2 separate regions of the Mus musculus genome follow, and region 2 is linked to region 1. Evidence: chromatin contacts called from public Hi-C data. All regions are on one chromosome and are shown on one strand. Each heading gives the region's core, a stretch centred on a gene start, on an enhancer-like site or on the middle of the called end of the contact. The rest is flanking DNA. Distances are from core to core; before and after follow the strand shown. Region 1 overlaps Atg10 (autophagy related 10). Region 2 overlaps Ssbp2 (single-stranded DNA binding protein 2).

Region 1 (7,681 bases), core at 2,617-5,116:
TGTCAGCAATATCACTATCAAGGAGTGACATAAGCCAACAAAATGGAACCTGAGTGAAAGTGGTCTGCCCACTATCTCTGCGAATTCCACAGCAGAGAAACATGAATATTTGAAAAAGAAAACTGTATTTGTATTGAACATTTACAGACTTTTCTTGTTGCCATTCTTTAAATAATACATTATTTTAACAATTTATATAGCACTGTGTTGTATTAGATATTATAAGAAATATAGATCGTATTTTAAATGTTTGGGGGGATATTAGTAGATTATGTGCACATATTATGTAATATACAAGAATCAACAGATTTTGGCACTTAAAACTGTCCTCCATGGGACAGCAATCTATGTCTAAGACATGCATTTACATGAAAAGGGGAGGCTTTCAGAAAATGGTAGTTTTAGTTGTCTAAAAGCTCAAGATAATGAAGAGAGTGTTTTAAGATGCTAGAAAACTAATTAGAAATTTAGATACATTGACCAACATATAGGTGGCCTTTGAAAATATTCTAGGAATGCTCAGGTTCCAGAGACCTTATGGAGATCTCTATAGTTAAAACTGCTTTTTATAATAGCGTGATCGTGTTATCTGGGAAGTGTATTCTTATGCCTCCTCAGGCTTTCCGAGGTTGCCTGATCTGTGTTAGTCAACATATGTTATAAGAAAGCAGATACAAGATCCAATCCCATGGTCACATATATGACCCTGTTTAAAAAAAATCAGTGGATCAAAACAAAATGAATCGAGATGAATGTGAAAGACTTGTCAGGAAGTGAGGGGAGTGGGACAAGAGTAGTGGGGAGAGGGGAGACTTTGTTGTCAGTGTGTGATAGGCATGGGTGTGAACTTGTTGACGAACAAATTTAACTCATAAAACAAAGTAGATTGAAGAATCCAGTTGTCTTTATTACTTCAAGCACTTAAAAAATATTGTTAAAATGTAAAACAAAGTCATCTTACTAATTCTTTTCTTTGCTTTGAGAATTATGTCTTCATAGAAATATGTTCATAATTATATTTAAATTAGGTGAATATTTTCATTTGGAATTTAATTTTTAATATAGCAAGTGCCCATAAATAAAACATTTAACCAAAAAGTTATTGGTATCCTCAACAGATTTTAAAAGTGTAAATAGCTCCTGATATCAAAATATTTGAGAGCCATTGCTCTCAATCAAGTAAAACATTGTGAAAAACATTGGTAATGAATATAAACAATACTTTCATTCATCAATAATGGATTAGGAAGTTTATTATAGAGTTCATCTGACAGGAAGCCTGCCACAGCAGTGGTGTGCTTGAAAACATCATTATCAAAAATATTTGACAGTCTTGGGGATGTGACAGTAGACCAGAAAACCAACAGAGATTAGTTGTTTTCAGATATCTGAATGCTTGCTTTTGTGCAGGAGAGTAGAGTTTCTTGGTTTCGGAGGCTGACTACTGTCAGAGTCTGACAGCTGTTCTAGACTAATCTGTTTAGCATTACCCAGAGTGACACTGAAGAAAATGCAGACCTAGGACCATAATCCTTGTTAGTGGAGACCTTCGGCTGCAGTCAGGACAACACCCCATCCACGCCCCACCTCTTGGAACAGGAGAGGCATACTGAACTGCCCAGAGACTTGCAGCAGCCAGGCACATGAGGAGTCACTGAAACCAGTTGGCTGGAAGTGTTGAGGGCCATGTGCTACTGAAGGGCAATGGGCATGGCCCTCCAGCTTTGTATGTTCAAAAGGTGGCAGAGGTGTGGAGTTTAGGTACATGGTTTGAGAAACACATTGCATGAAGTTCAAATAACCTTTATCTTCGGGCAGCAAATGTTCCTTAGATGATCAGTGTATATAACTCCTTACTTCAAACAGTTCAGGAAGGATACTTGAATACTGTAGAAGAGTAAACCAGGGACTTCTTACAACTTAATGGCTAATAAATAGTTTATGAATAAATCCCACTTTGTTTCTAGACAGAGTCTGACTTTGTAGTTCAAGCTGCATTATCTCACTGTGTGTCCAGGCCTGGCTTTAAATCCATGGATGTCCTCTTTCTTCCTTTATCCTACCAAGTTCTGAGAGCATAGGTGCGAGCCACCACTCTTGGCTTATATTAAGTTTTATATTTTAAAACGTACAAAAAGATACCTCTGCTAATAGCTGAATTTTCAAAAGATCTGCTTTGTGCCATATAGGAAATCAATTCACTTTTCTGTTCTATCATGGCCCACCTGTCTTGATTATAGAAAAATAGCTAGATTTAGATTTATATGCCTGTGATATCATCTACAGTGGATTTTAAAATATCAAAGCGGAACTGGCAAGTTGACTCTGGAGCAGGTCAGTGTGCTTGCAGCCAGAATTAACGACTTGAGTCCCCTCTCCTGGTAGGAGTAAAGAACTGAGTTCTATAAGATATTCTCTAGTTTATGCTCTGTGACCTGTCACCCCCTCTCATGCACAAATAAACATTAAAAATTTGACATGAAATGGGATGGAAAGGGAACATCATGATCTCTACCTTTTTGACTAACTGTAATTTAAAATTATCATTAAAATGGGATAGATGAAGATCCAAATCTCTGTGGTTGACTGCATTGCAGTATCTTTTGTGCTGGTACTGGGAAGCAGAAGTTCTTGGAAGTCGGTCAGTGGAGGTGAGACATAGAATCACTGCTGTGACTCACCTGCTACATTTCTGACATCGTGAGAAGTAAGACCATGTCTTTCCCAGCCCCGCCCCCGCACAAGCCACGACACTGACTTATCATCCTCCATGCAGAAAAGGGGATATCCTAAGGACGACAATCAGAGCTGCCCTCTGGGATCCGATGTTTTGTGTGACACTTGTTTTCATAAGTACATGTTTGGGCTTATACTTCTCATTGTCAGTTTATGAACTTTCCTATTGGACTGAAGACTTTTCATAGTAAAAGGAGATGTGATCACTTGGCTGCAGTGAAAACACGGCTAACAGCTATCTGCTTTGTTGAATATGGGCTTTACTGAAAATCCTTATCAAGCCTCGTTTCTATAGATGAGGTGATAGTTTGGGGTAGAAGCAGGAGCACAAACTGTATATTCCATTTATGTCAGTTTTCTTTCCTAAACATTTTACTCGTTTATTCTTAGATTGTTTTTCGACATTATTTGACCATGTCATACATTTCTGTATATAGTAGATCTAAATGTACCTCCAGGTCCCCTTCCACCTCCCTGACAACCTTCATCCATCCCTCTAGTATCTTCATGACCTTTTTTGCTTTTACCCATGGAGTCCAGTTGATTTCACATGCTGGAATGCTGACTGGTCCGTTGCTTGTGCAGGTCATGTGTGGGTACCCAGAGCTGCAGTGAGCCCATGAGTGGAACAGCCATCCGTGTGCAGAAAGTGGCCTTTCACAGCATCTCTTCCCTTCCTCTGCCTGCTGCAAATTTTCTGCTCCCTCATTCGTGATGTTCTGAGTCCTGGGGTGTGAAGTATTGATATAGATACCCCATTTAGGGCTGAACATCCAATAGTCAGTTTCTTAGCCCTTTGACCAGTTACAAGCCTCCATACTAACTGCTGTTCCCCGCAGAAAGAAGCTTCTCGGGGCTGAGAGTAATATTCACCATGGTATGAGCATAAATATATAGAAGGCAATTTTTACAACAAATCTATTTGACAAAACAACACTAGGTTCCCTGCGAGGGCCTCCTTAACAATGGCATTCTGGCTAGGTTTAAAGTACCAGCTATTATGTTCCCTCTTGTGGAGTAGGCTTCACATCCAACCAGAAAGTGATTGGTCACTCCCAGACTAGCCATCCCACTGTTACACCAGTGGGTCCAGTGTGCCTTGCTGGTCAGTATTGTAGCATGCAGCAGGATCCAGTGCTGTGTAAGGCCACCAGTGTCTTGTTTTCTTCAGTGTCCTGCATAGCACCTCTGGCTCTATGAGAACTAGCCAGCAGGGAAGTTTTCATATCTGTTCTGGCTTTATTTCTGTATGTCATGCAGAAATACAACCAGATGTGTTGTTATTTTCAGCAGTAAGGCCTTACTATGTAGTTATGGTAATGGTAATGTAATCACATTGCAGAAGGAAGGACAATGACCTGTGTTGTTTGGGGGACCTCTGAGGCCTGACCAGTGACTCACAGGAAGGCATCCCACATCTGGTACTGAGATTTTCATTTAATATCCATGTCTTCTGGGGGAAGAATTGTTCATCCATGCAGAGTACCTGTGTTCAAACTCCTTCATAAAAATTACATTTTTGAATTAGCCTACAAAGTAGTAGAATCCTGTAAAGAAACATCCTTCTTTCTTATTAATGTGCCCCTGCCCTTGCTATATTTCAATTAAATAATTATTTTTGATGAAAGAAATTGTTAACCTTAGTTCATTATTAACTTTTAGGTCATAAAGTAACCCAAGAAAAATTAATAATCTTTATAAATCATATGTATGTATGGTTGAAAAGTAACAAAAATTTGAAAACATTCTGTGGAACTCTTAACTTGCTGGCTCAAAAAGGTCAAAAATATAAAATTGAAGAAGCAGGGACAGAGGCTCTGTCATACTTAGTATTGTCCCACTCAGTAAGAGGAAATAGTGAGATGCACATGGAGTGTCACCGTTGATAGTAATGAGGAGCAAATTACCAGCGAACATTTGCAAGGGAATTACATGGTTAATGGCTTTTATATTATTGTATCTGGAGTTTTCCTGAAGCTCCATTACTGACATTCCATTTCTTTTGCAGAGGGTTGGAGATGGGCACCGAGCATATTATTATTATTTATTGGTTTACTATCCTTGATACTTCAGAGCCTCAGGTTGCACCTTCAGATTACATTTTTTTTAACTATGAAAATGATAGAATCATAAAAGTAGCAATAGTATGTTACTGGAAAAAGAAAAAAAAGAAACAGATTTTTGTCCTAGGGCCTAGTAGTTCACCAACTGAGCCTTTCTTTAGACAACCGCAGGTAGGATATCATAGAGGGTGAAGTCTTCAACGAAAACAACCCATTGTAAACTCCCTGAAGCATCAACCCGAATTTCACTGGGAGAGGCGATCTCAGTGGCCAGGAACACACCCAGAGAAGGATGACCCTCCGAGAAGCCTGTCTTCCTATATGCCCACTGCCCTCAGGGGTTACTGAAGGGCTTCTTGGACGAGTTCTATTTTGTATGTCCAAAGTAGACTCATATATTAGGATATTATTTTTTTCATGATGGAACAAATGGCAAGCCACTGTTCTTAGTAAATGTTAGCAATTTCTCTGTAAAGCAGTTGCTAATTTTGGATTGAAGTATAGATATGACGATAAGTGCAAATGATGAGTAAGAGGCATGAATAGCTTAGTATTTGGAGATGTAATTATTGAAGCAGCATTGAGACATCAAAAAGTTTCTGTTTAATGTCTATAAATATAAGCAAGTAGAAGAAATCACGCACTGTAGCCACAAGCTTCTAGATACATGGATTTGTAAATTTTCCCTTTGTTTGTTTGTTCATGTATTCATTTGTGGGTTTTGGAGATAGGGTCTCATTTTGTAGCCTTGTCTGGTCTGAAACTCATTGTGTAGCCCAGGCTGCCCCTCAACATCTAGATCTGCTCTGCAACTAAGTACTGAGAGCCCAGGTTTGCATCACCAGACTTGGTGACTGATTTGTTTCTAAAGTAAATAACTATCGGTGCGGCTGACGCCCTTTGTGATTCTTTGTGATTCTTCTTAAGTTATGTGCAAGATCAAAGACAGGATAAATACTAATTTATCTTTTAAATTTTATTTTATGTGTATGGTCTGCATGTATTTCTTTGTACCACATCTGTACCTGATGCCTGGACAAGTCAGAAGAGGTTATCTTATGCGCCAGAACATACAGACAGCTGTGCGCAGCTGTGTGGGTGCTGAGAGTGAAGGCTGAGTCCTTGGCAAGGGCGGCAAATGCTCTTAAGTAGACACGACCCATCTCTCCAGCCCCTCTGACTCATTTAAGGGGTAACATATACATTAGTGTGGTTTGAGGTTTCAGAGGAAACAGGCATCGAGCATTCTGAAAACCGGTCTTGTCTGATTAGGACTTTGAATAGCAGTACAGTTTAGAATAATTACAGGAGACGTAATATGCGGCAACAGAGTGTTTCTGTAGCTCGTGTATGGCAGAAATGTTTGTGTGTGCTTCCTAGAGTTCAGCAGACAGCGCACATGCAGGTGAGGGGGCTGTGTAGTGAAACCTGGCTTAGAGGTCTTAGTGCAGTTCAGCGCTCTGCCGTGAGAAAGACTGTTACAGAGGCAGGGTGTTGTCAGCATTTCTTGTTCTCTCATGGCTAGGCCCTTAGTACCTGTGTTATACACTTGGAAAAATTCATGTAAGATATGCTGTTAGTGAGACTCCATAACCTAAATAGATAGCTTCTGAAGGCTACTTTTACCTTGAAATTTCTGTGCATGTGCATTCTGCTCTCTTTGGCAAAACTTAGAATTTATATTTTGAGAGAAATCAAGTTGAATGTTGAATAAATTCACAGAGGAAACCAATTATCTTTCTATTTATCAGGCTAGTAAAAAAAAAAAACTTTGTAAAGACACACCTGCTATAGCTGTTGTAGTCAGCAGTGAAGTGTATCAGACAGGTTCCTTTACCTGTAACTCTAATTTTGGGAGGGCTGTTATTTCTGGCAGCACATGTGTACTTAAGAGGACACTAAGTTCATTTTTGTGTACAAAAAAAAAATTGCCAAGGGGATAAGGGTATAGCTTGATGAAGAGCATGCGCTTAACAGGCATCAGGCCATGGGCCCCACCCACCCACCCAGTAGCTGGGTACTTAAACCCAGACAGTGTACCCAGGAGCCGCTTGCTTCTCAGGGAGGACATTAGTGCATTGTTTTAATTTAGTTGCCCTAGTGAGTCTCACATGTTTCCATGCTGTAGCTTTTTACAGAACGTTTAATGGGTTGCAGGTTGCAGGTTTTTTGAGTCTTTCATGGAGAATTCCTAAGCAGGATATCTTGATTTTATTAGCAAACCTAAAACAAATAAAAGTGAAACCACGTCTTAGTGTTTCTTCCTCTTTGATTTTTTTTTAAGCCAATAGAAGTGTCAGCTGTGGAGGAAGAAACACTGCTTAGAAGGTATTGCAATGAGATTTTAGCTTATGAGAATTATATATGAGTCTAAAATACGTGAATTTAAGAATTTATTCATTGTATTTGAAATTAATTTTCATCCTTAGTTAAACTGAAAAGGTTAATTTAAAAATATTCTATAGAGTATTATTGTGGATTGCAGAAATGGGATGGGGGTATTCAACTGTGTTCTTGGCTCCTGCAGACTTTCTTTAAAGGAATGGTTTGCTAAATCAAGCATTAGGTATTTGAGATAAGCCTTGAGGAGAGATGCATTTAGTCCTGCTGACCTCAACAGAGCCTCCAGTGATTACATTTGTCTAGCTATACAGTAGGCTGCAGAGAGAAGGGAAGGGAGGTTTCGGGCTGGCAGTAGTATTGTAGAACTCCAGGGTGATGTCTGGGATTGTGTTTGTGTCCAGTGGGTCAGCAGGTGACAGCTGTTGTTCTGGTTGCTTGACTCCCTGTCCCCTTCCGAGAGGGAAGTGGTGATCTGAGAGGAACAATTTGTGCTTTGGAGAGTTGAATGGCTGCTGACTCTCTGAGCGCCCTTCCCTAGC
Region 2 (7,681 bases), core at 3,175-5,674, 560 kb before region 1:
ACAGACACACACTCACACACACAGAGATAAATGCACACACACACACACACACACACACACACACACACACACACACACACGGCCAGGACTCCAGTATCAATCCAGTACATAAAACTGAGCATAACAGTATGATGAGATTGACAAGTGACTTGGCTGAGGCCACCACTGAGCACAGCACAGCTCCTGACCATCTCAACAGAGACAGCACCTCTCAGGATGAGACATGGGTAAAGTCCAAAGGATAGGCTCCACACTGAAGAATCCAATAAGAGACCTGTGGCTATAAAGTTGGTAGAAAGGAGAAAGTGGAGGAATCCCAGCAAGCTGGGCTGGGCTACATACAGCAGGGCAGGATGTTCAGGTGAATGGCAGTGGGAAGAGCTCCCCAGGTGGGTGAGCAACATGTGCAGGGCTCAGCTGGCAGTCCTCTAGAGTAAATGTAGAGAGCCACAGGCGGAGGTGAGGCTGGGGAAGGGTGGCTGGGCCACAGGGGTGCTGTTCAGCCTTTAACACTGGCTATATCAAGGAGAATTTATTTAGCCTTGAGTTCTGTTTTAGTAGAAGGAAGAAGCTAAGTTAGTTAAGTAGCTTAACTGACTCCTATGTTGGATGGTAGGGAACACCGAGCAATAAGAAAGAGCAGAGGGAAATGATGTAATTGTATTATAATCTCAATGAATAAAAAATGTATTCAACTCAAAAAAAGGGAGGGCAGGATGAAAAAAAGCAAGTCAAAACAAAACCACTGCCCCCATTGTATATAAGGAATTCCCTGTGCTGAAATGTGCACACTCAACTCCATGGCAACGTGACACACAAGGTTTCACGTCACCAGTGACCTCAGCCTGGGACTAAATATCAGTCACACGGTATACATATACATACATGCATATACATGGATACATATATTTATAGTTATATATAAAGTATAGAACACAGCGATATTCAGAGACAAGGACAAGCAATAAGGAAAGATGAGGGTGCACCTCTACAGCAAAATGGGTACAGCGAAGTTGAAGGCATGCTTTCCACAGTCCTGTAGCTGATGTAAGAACAGGATTATCCTCATGTGGTCCAGCAGAACCTGTGCTGATGGGCATTCTAATCTGTCCTGGCCGCATCACAGGTCCCACTCACATGTGGCCTCTAAGCTTTTGAAATGTAGCTACCGAAAAGTTCAGAAGTAAAAATTCCCACGTGTTTAGCATGGATAGGTCACCTGCATTGTTTCAAAATAAAGGCTTTGCAGAGTGGTGCTGTGTCAATGACTAAAACCTGGAGGTAGGATGGCTCCCTGTGGGAAGGGGGTGCGCGAGGGAGGGGTGCTTCCAGAAATCTCTGGGTAAAACTCCAGACAACCTTCCACTGAATATGTAGTCTGGGCAATCTGGTGTTCTACAGTGCTTTCTTCCTAAGCATCATTGCAGCCCACTCATGTATCACATGACATTAGAGCACATTATAGATATTTTCATTCTAATATATGTCATCTAATGATGCTCATGTTCACATGCTCTGTGATCAAGTGTTTATTAGCTGCTATAAGCCCTTTACAGGAGTCCTTGTTAAAATGTGGTATATAAAATGTCTTGAGAAATCTTACAGAAAAGAAAAACACTGTGGATATATCAGGAAGTTAGAAGAAGTCACTTTGCCCATAAAAGAAACTGAGAGAAAGCTATTAGGTGTCGAGGAACCGAGGGTCAGGCAACAGCTCCATGAAATCAAACTCAGAGTTCACTAGAACCTCATAAGGACTAACTACTGAGTAGCACACACAACTGCAGAGTGAAGGACACACTCCTGCCCGGGCACCCCTAGGAATGTGTCACAAGTTCCTGTAAGGCTATGGACTGCTCACTGCCAGTTTCTATTACTGAGACACTTTCAGGAAAACGCCTCTAAAGGGAATTATAAAGTTCTAGGAAAGCTCCCAAGGACAAGCAGAAGCAGCATTCCCATGGATCCCTTCTTCAGGGCACTGAGGGCGTGGCTCACACTTCCCAGAAGAAAGGAGATGTGAGTGCCGAACTGGCCGCCAGGTGACTGTGAGAGACACTCTTCCTGGTGTACGGTGTGGACTCAGGTCAGTGTCTGTGCTGTGCTGTTGCATCGATATACAACGACACACTGTAAGCTTTATACCACAATGCTGTGACGTCAGGTCTTACTGTCGGCAACTATTCAGCCAGCCTGGCTCTCCTAGGAGGGTAAAATGGCCCTGTAGATATTGACAGCACTCTCATTTGGCTTAAGGGGAAAAAAGTAGAACCAAAATGTTATTTTAAATATATACCTATTTTGTCTGTTTTTTAAAATATACTTTGAGATAGCAGGTCCTAGTATGAACTTTTAGAGTCTTTTCCTTCTACCACCTAGCTACTATTCTACAGCATCCATTAAACATAGTCACTACGTCTGCTTGAAGGATACTTTAGATCACAACACTTTCCAAGTCTGTTTCTATAAATATTCTGTTTTCTTAATGAGAAATAAAGAGTAGTTATGTTCCTCTGAATATAACATGAAATAACTTAATGCTTATGTGACCACTTAAACTTGGGCTTCCATTGTTTCCCAACAATAGCAGCAGTGGACAGGACAGGCAAGGTAGCATGCCACTATTGCAACTGTGGTACTAATAGCACATCTGCTAATCTGGTTATAGACTAAGGCCACAGGAAAACATTCTTCCAAATCAATCCAACTGCTTTCTTTGAGCTATTTCTGTATCTGCACCACCTAAAATAAGTATTTACAGCCTGTGAACACTAGGGGGCAGCTTTGATTCTTGAAAGGAGACTTGTTTTGTTCACTTGGCCCTGTCGATCATGTTCGCAGTGCTAGCTTTGTGGATTTTGGCATGTTTGTCTTGATGTAATTAAGTCAAGCAGCATGTCGGGAGAGAATGGGTTACTATCTAGTATACAGCAAGCACTGAACAGTTGTTTCCTCATTCTCTGGCCTTTTGGTTTAACCTCTAGGGAGAGAATGGCAGCCTCCAAGGGCAGACTGCTAAACACACAAGCGTCTAGTTCTGTGCCTTAAACTCCAGACTCTGGACTGTCAAGCTGGTATTTTTGAGTTCACTAAATAGTTCCTCATTTTCTTAGTTAAGGTACAAATAAAGTCACTGGAGATAGCTACTTTGTCCTTAAACCCGTGCTTGTAAGCACAGAATCTTTTTCTCTATTGTCCTCTCTCCGTTCACTGCTTGGTCTACTTTAAAATAAACAAAAAAGTGTGGTGGCATTTATATACAGGCAACACGAAGTGTACTCAATGGACTCCACAACAGAACACATGGAACTGGCAGGGAGAAGTGGGGGAGGGGGACAGGAAAGAATTGGAGGGGAAGGATTGAAGGGACAGATTTGAGCAAACATATTGTATGACATCCTTATACAGTAAAAACTGTGGTAATAGAAAGCAAGCCACAGATGACAAAGATACCAGCTGCAGTAGGTGAACTCTCCTTACTGGACAGACCAGAGGACCAAGTAGTCATTAGGACTGAGCACTTCTTTCTAGACTGTGGTAGCCATCAATCACCCTTGCCACACCCCACTGTGCTCAGTCTCTAACCATCAACCAGGAAGGGGATGCAGTGTCTCTGGCTGCTCTCAGCTCTTTTCCCTTTTGTGAACTCTCCTTCTGGGGCAAGAGAGGGAAGGAGGAGCTTCAGAGAGCCTGGTTTTCAACTCCACCCTGTAGTTTTACTTGGCACTGAAGCTCCTCTGAGTTCAGGGCAGCCAGGCCAGGCCAGGCTGATTTTGACAGACTTCCAACAACTTATGAGATGGTCCTAAACTACGCCAGCTATCTCTTATCACATATGTATGTGAAATACGTTTTTATGTTGATGACTGTAAAATAAAAACCATTCAACTCTGAAAAAAATCAGATTCTCTATGTCCTGAAGTAACAAGCATTCAGCGAAAGCCTCTTTACATAAAACACACAAGACAGCATTCCGGAGGCAAAGGCATACAGAGCTCTGTGAGTTCAAGGCCAGCCTAGTCCAAACAGAATTTCTAGGACAGCCAGAACTACACAAAGAACATACACTTGGTCTCTCTCTCTCTCTCTCTCTCTCTCTCTCTCTCTCTCTCTCTCTCATACATCCACTCTCATACACACAGAGAACATTTCATTAGATCTTGTGTTTAATAAATTATAAGAAAGTGCACATCAAAAACCGTTTTAAAATGCATTTCTTTATGATTTGTTACTAGTAAGTGCTTGATTTGTCTGTCTGTTTTCCACCTACGTGCTTCAGGTTGCAAGTGGGACGTTCAAGGGGCCCATCATGACCAGCATTTGAACAGATTCTGTCAGAGTGAGCCACTCAGTGCTGGCTTTTTGTGTCTTTTATGTCACTTAACACACTGTCCTCTGGTTTGGTCAGAGTTGTTCAACAGAGTGGTATTCTATTACATAAGGCTCTATTTTTAATCCACAGTTTACTTCACCCCTTTGCTGTCAACAGTGTACTACAGAATGCATACATGTTAGTCCCCTGTGATCATCTGTTAGCAGAACTGTACTCCTGACTGACACACATGCTATGCTCCTCACTCTGGAATACAAAAGGAGATAAATGTGTTTTATTAGATAAAGTGAACATTAAAAATGACTGGCTTGTCCTTGTTCCAGGGGAAACAGAGACCATGGTCCTAAAATAATGCCTCTTGTAATCTCACATGTGGCTTAAACCCTGAGCTGTCTCCTGATTTTTCTTGCTTACTCACTGATGGCTAGGCTATCTCATGTAATTTTATCTACCTTCTTTGTCCTACTAATCATATAAAGCAAATTAGAGAGCAGAAGAAAAAAAAACCCTTTTTCTAGCCTACATTCAGGGGCAGCCTCATTTCTAATGGAGACTATAGGTTGAGACCAAGAAGCAAAGGAATCCACAGAACATCAAACTCTGGACTCCATGTTGGGCATCACTCTGCACTAAAGTCGAATGCTATTAGCCGTGATGTCCACCTCCAGACCTGGCAGCTTTGGCAAACGCTGAGTCAGACAGCATGGTGGCAAGCATGTGTGCCTTTTGTCCTGACAGATCCATGGGTCATACACTGATAAAGCTCACTTGGGCTCTGCAACATTTGTTTTCTAATCCAGCTCAGTGGTCCCAGCACAGAGCAGCCCCCGAAATTCCTAACTAGCCCTTTTCATCACCCTGCCCAGCCTGACTCCCAAAAATTCTGAGTCCATTGGGTTTAGAAGGAGATCTAGGAAACTTAAAAGAAATCCTTGAATGTTTCTGGAGTGAAATAAGAGTTAAATGTTACTGCATTACTCTTTGAGCGGGGCAGCATCTTGCCTCTGTAGTCCTTCTAGTGTGTATATACTGCCCTGGCACATATAAATGGTTATAAGCTGTTTGCCAAATAAACTTTATAATTTCACCTTTTGTTCTGTATACATCTATGGAGATAACTTATAACCCTAAAACTTTAAAAATGCCACAAGTTTTAAGCTCAGGCTGACAAGACCACCAATGTGACCCTCACTTCATCAAAGCCAAAACACATGTAGATTATTGCCCGTCTTACTATGGCAAAATCAAGGACAGATCTGACTTTGCAGTGACCTACACATTTTGCGAGAAGGTAGGTATTTCACACTACAGAGGTACTGCTTTCCATCTGATTCATGACAATGAATGTCTTCTAGGAGGAAATCCGTAGTGTAGGTTGGGTAACTGCACATAAATAAAAAGGCCCCAAGGATCCCTTTTTTCATAAAATTGCATCTGAAGATTCTTTTGGCTTTTAGAAGATCAACATACTGAACACTTTATACACAGCGATAATGGAGGTCTGACATTTATTCTGGTAGGAGAGCTCTAGATTACCTGTACATAGCAACATGGTCAAGGGGTACTTACACTCTCACTCTGAAAAGGATTTAAGAAATTTCCCCCCATTTCACCGTCATCCCTTGGAGTGCCCGGCTGGTTACTCAGGCTCATATTATTGGGAGAATTCTGTAAATAAGGTTCAGAAAAGAAGTCATTGTTGAAGGTTTTCATTTCCCTCCTGCATTGTAGTGTTTCAAACATCGAATGTACAGCAGCGGCGATGGCAGCAGCAGCAGCAGCAGCACCATCTAAGGACAAAATGTGATGCTAACTGGCGTCTTCCTCACATTCTAGGTCACACTATGAAAACAAGCGACCCCTCTGTTTTCTTCCTCCCAGAGTCAATGTTTATGCAATCCCTCACTCTCAGCTTATAGACTTTCAAGAACAGCAGAGAGTTAAAAATAAAGACGTTTCCCAGCAGGAGGCTGATGAGGAGAGCCTGCTCGTGGATAAGGCATGGAGGAGTTTAACTCCCTTAGTATTTTACTAATCAAACTTTGAAAGGTCATTGCTTTACTAGATATTTCCCTTTAATTCTCTGTGCACATTAGAGGTAACACAACTTCAATTATTTTTGTGTGAGTTGTAAGGGAGAAAAGAAGGTCATCAGGAAAGAGAGAGACACCTTAGGACTGGGAAACTGTGCTTTCAGAAAAGAATGGGGGACCAGCAGACTGCAGGAGATGCATCTTACCATTAGTTTAACAGGGCAGTTCCTATGCAGTTTCTCCAAGACAGAGCAGCTGCTCTTAGCAATCCACATAGTTAGCAGGGCCTTTGTAAAACCCTTCTGAAGTTTGCTTGCCTTAACACTACGTGTACTTTAAACTATGCATGATAGCCATGCCAATAGGAAATTCAGAATGACATATAAGTCATGTTTATACAGCCCTGCAATGGAGACTCAAAGAAGTATTTCAAGTTATAATTAATTGAGTTTAAAAACATTCAGGACAAAACACTTATTTTTGAATGGAAAAAAGATTTTTAGATTACTTTGCTCTGAACCATATGGCTTATATTTTGGTTTGGAATTAAAAAAAAATACTCAGACCATTTTGATGTACTACAGCATTACTCACCTTGGAAATACTGTCCATATCTCCTGAGCCTGGCAAAGTGTGAAAAGACACCGTCATTAGGGGAGAGCATGTATAAGGAAACTACTGAAGGGGAGTGAGCTGCCTCCAACAGCCCAAGCCCAGCAGCTGCTTCCCATCACCTGAATCCTAACAGCAGGCGCAGAGGAAGAGCTACAGACCCCTGGGAGACCATTAGAGAGACCATCTACATAAGACCACGGCATAATTAAAACATTTAAATGTTCATATAATACATACAGATATATATCTTTTAATGAAAATGATGTTGTAAATCTGATACAATTTAAGACAGACATTTCTAGGTGTATTTAACAATATTCTAAACCAGATATCAAAAACTATTTCATTAATATGAAAAATAGATAGCACTCCATATACACAATAGAAATAGAAACCAAACATACCTTTAAGATATGCTACATTTTAATTTTGATTCTTGAGAAACATGGGCAATGGAATTATACACTGAATAATAATTCTAACTTTGTCATAAAATCAGTTTTATTTTGAACTATTTTATTCTTAACAATTTCAATCTTAGTGCACTATTAAAATAGTGTGAACTATTTTAACCTTAGTGTGAAATGCTGTAACATTTTAATATAACAACATTTACTGAACAGCATAATTAACATGAAGGTTTAGCATGACTTACTTGTGAGTAAAAAGGTCCAACATTGTTACACATGCACACATGCAT

What was found. Hi-C and Micro-C count contacts between places; a contact is called where the count stands out from the background.
Region 2: a contact with region 1 is called in a Hi-C map of the N1E-115 cell line, with 2.2 times the contacts expected there. The contact joins two enhancer-like sites. A contact is called at or near these places in 1 of 15 datasets of contacts at CTCF or cohesin (pro-B cells), 1 of 484 Hi-C or Micro-C datasets (the N1E-115 cell line) and 1 of 115 datasets of contacts at active chromatin or transcription factors (astrocytes).

The regions. Positions count from the first base shown.
Region 1 is chr13:91,132,941-91,140,621 of GRCm38.p6, reverse strand. The region is part of intron 3 of Atg10 (autophagy related 10); the gene reads left to right. Among named protein-coding and RNA genes, the nearest start is that of Atg10, 87 kb to the left of the region's middle. Within about 2 kb of position 3,866, at least 4 of the 459 cell types and tissues checked have an H3K27ac peak or open chromatin away from gene starts, as enhancers often do. A contact at or near this core is called in the N1E-115 cell line, where this site is marked.
Region 2 is chr13:91,692,339-91,700,019 of GRCm38.p6, reverse strand. Ssbp2 (single-stranded DNA binding protein 2) reads right to left here. Exons shown (of 17, transcript NM_024272.4): 15 at 6,961-6,989; 16 at 5,903-6,001. Among named protein-coding and RNA genes, the nearest start is that of Gm22778, 27 kb to the left of the region's middle. Within about 2 kb of position 4,424, at least 30 of the 459 cell types and tissues checked have an H3K27ac peak or open chromatin away from gene starts, as enhancers often do. A contact at or near this core is called in the N1E-115 cell line, where this site is marked.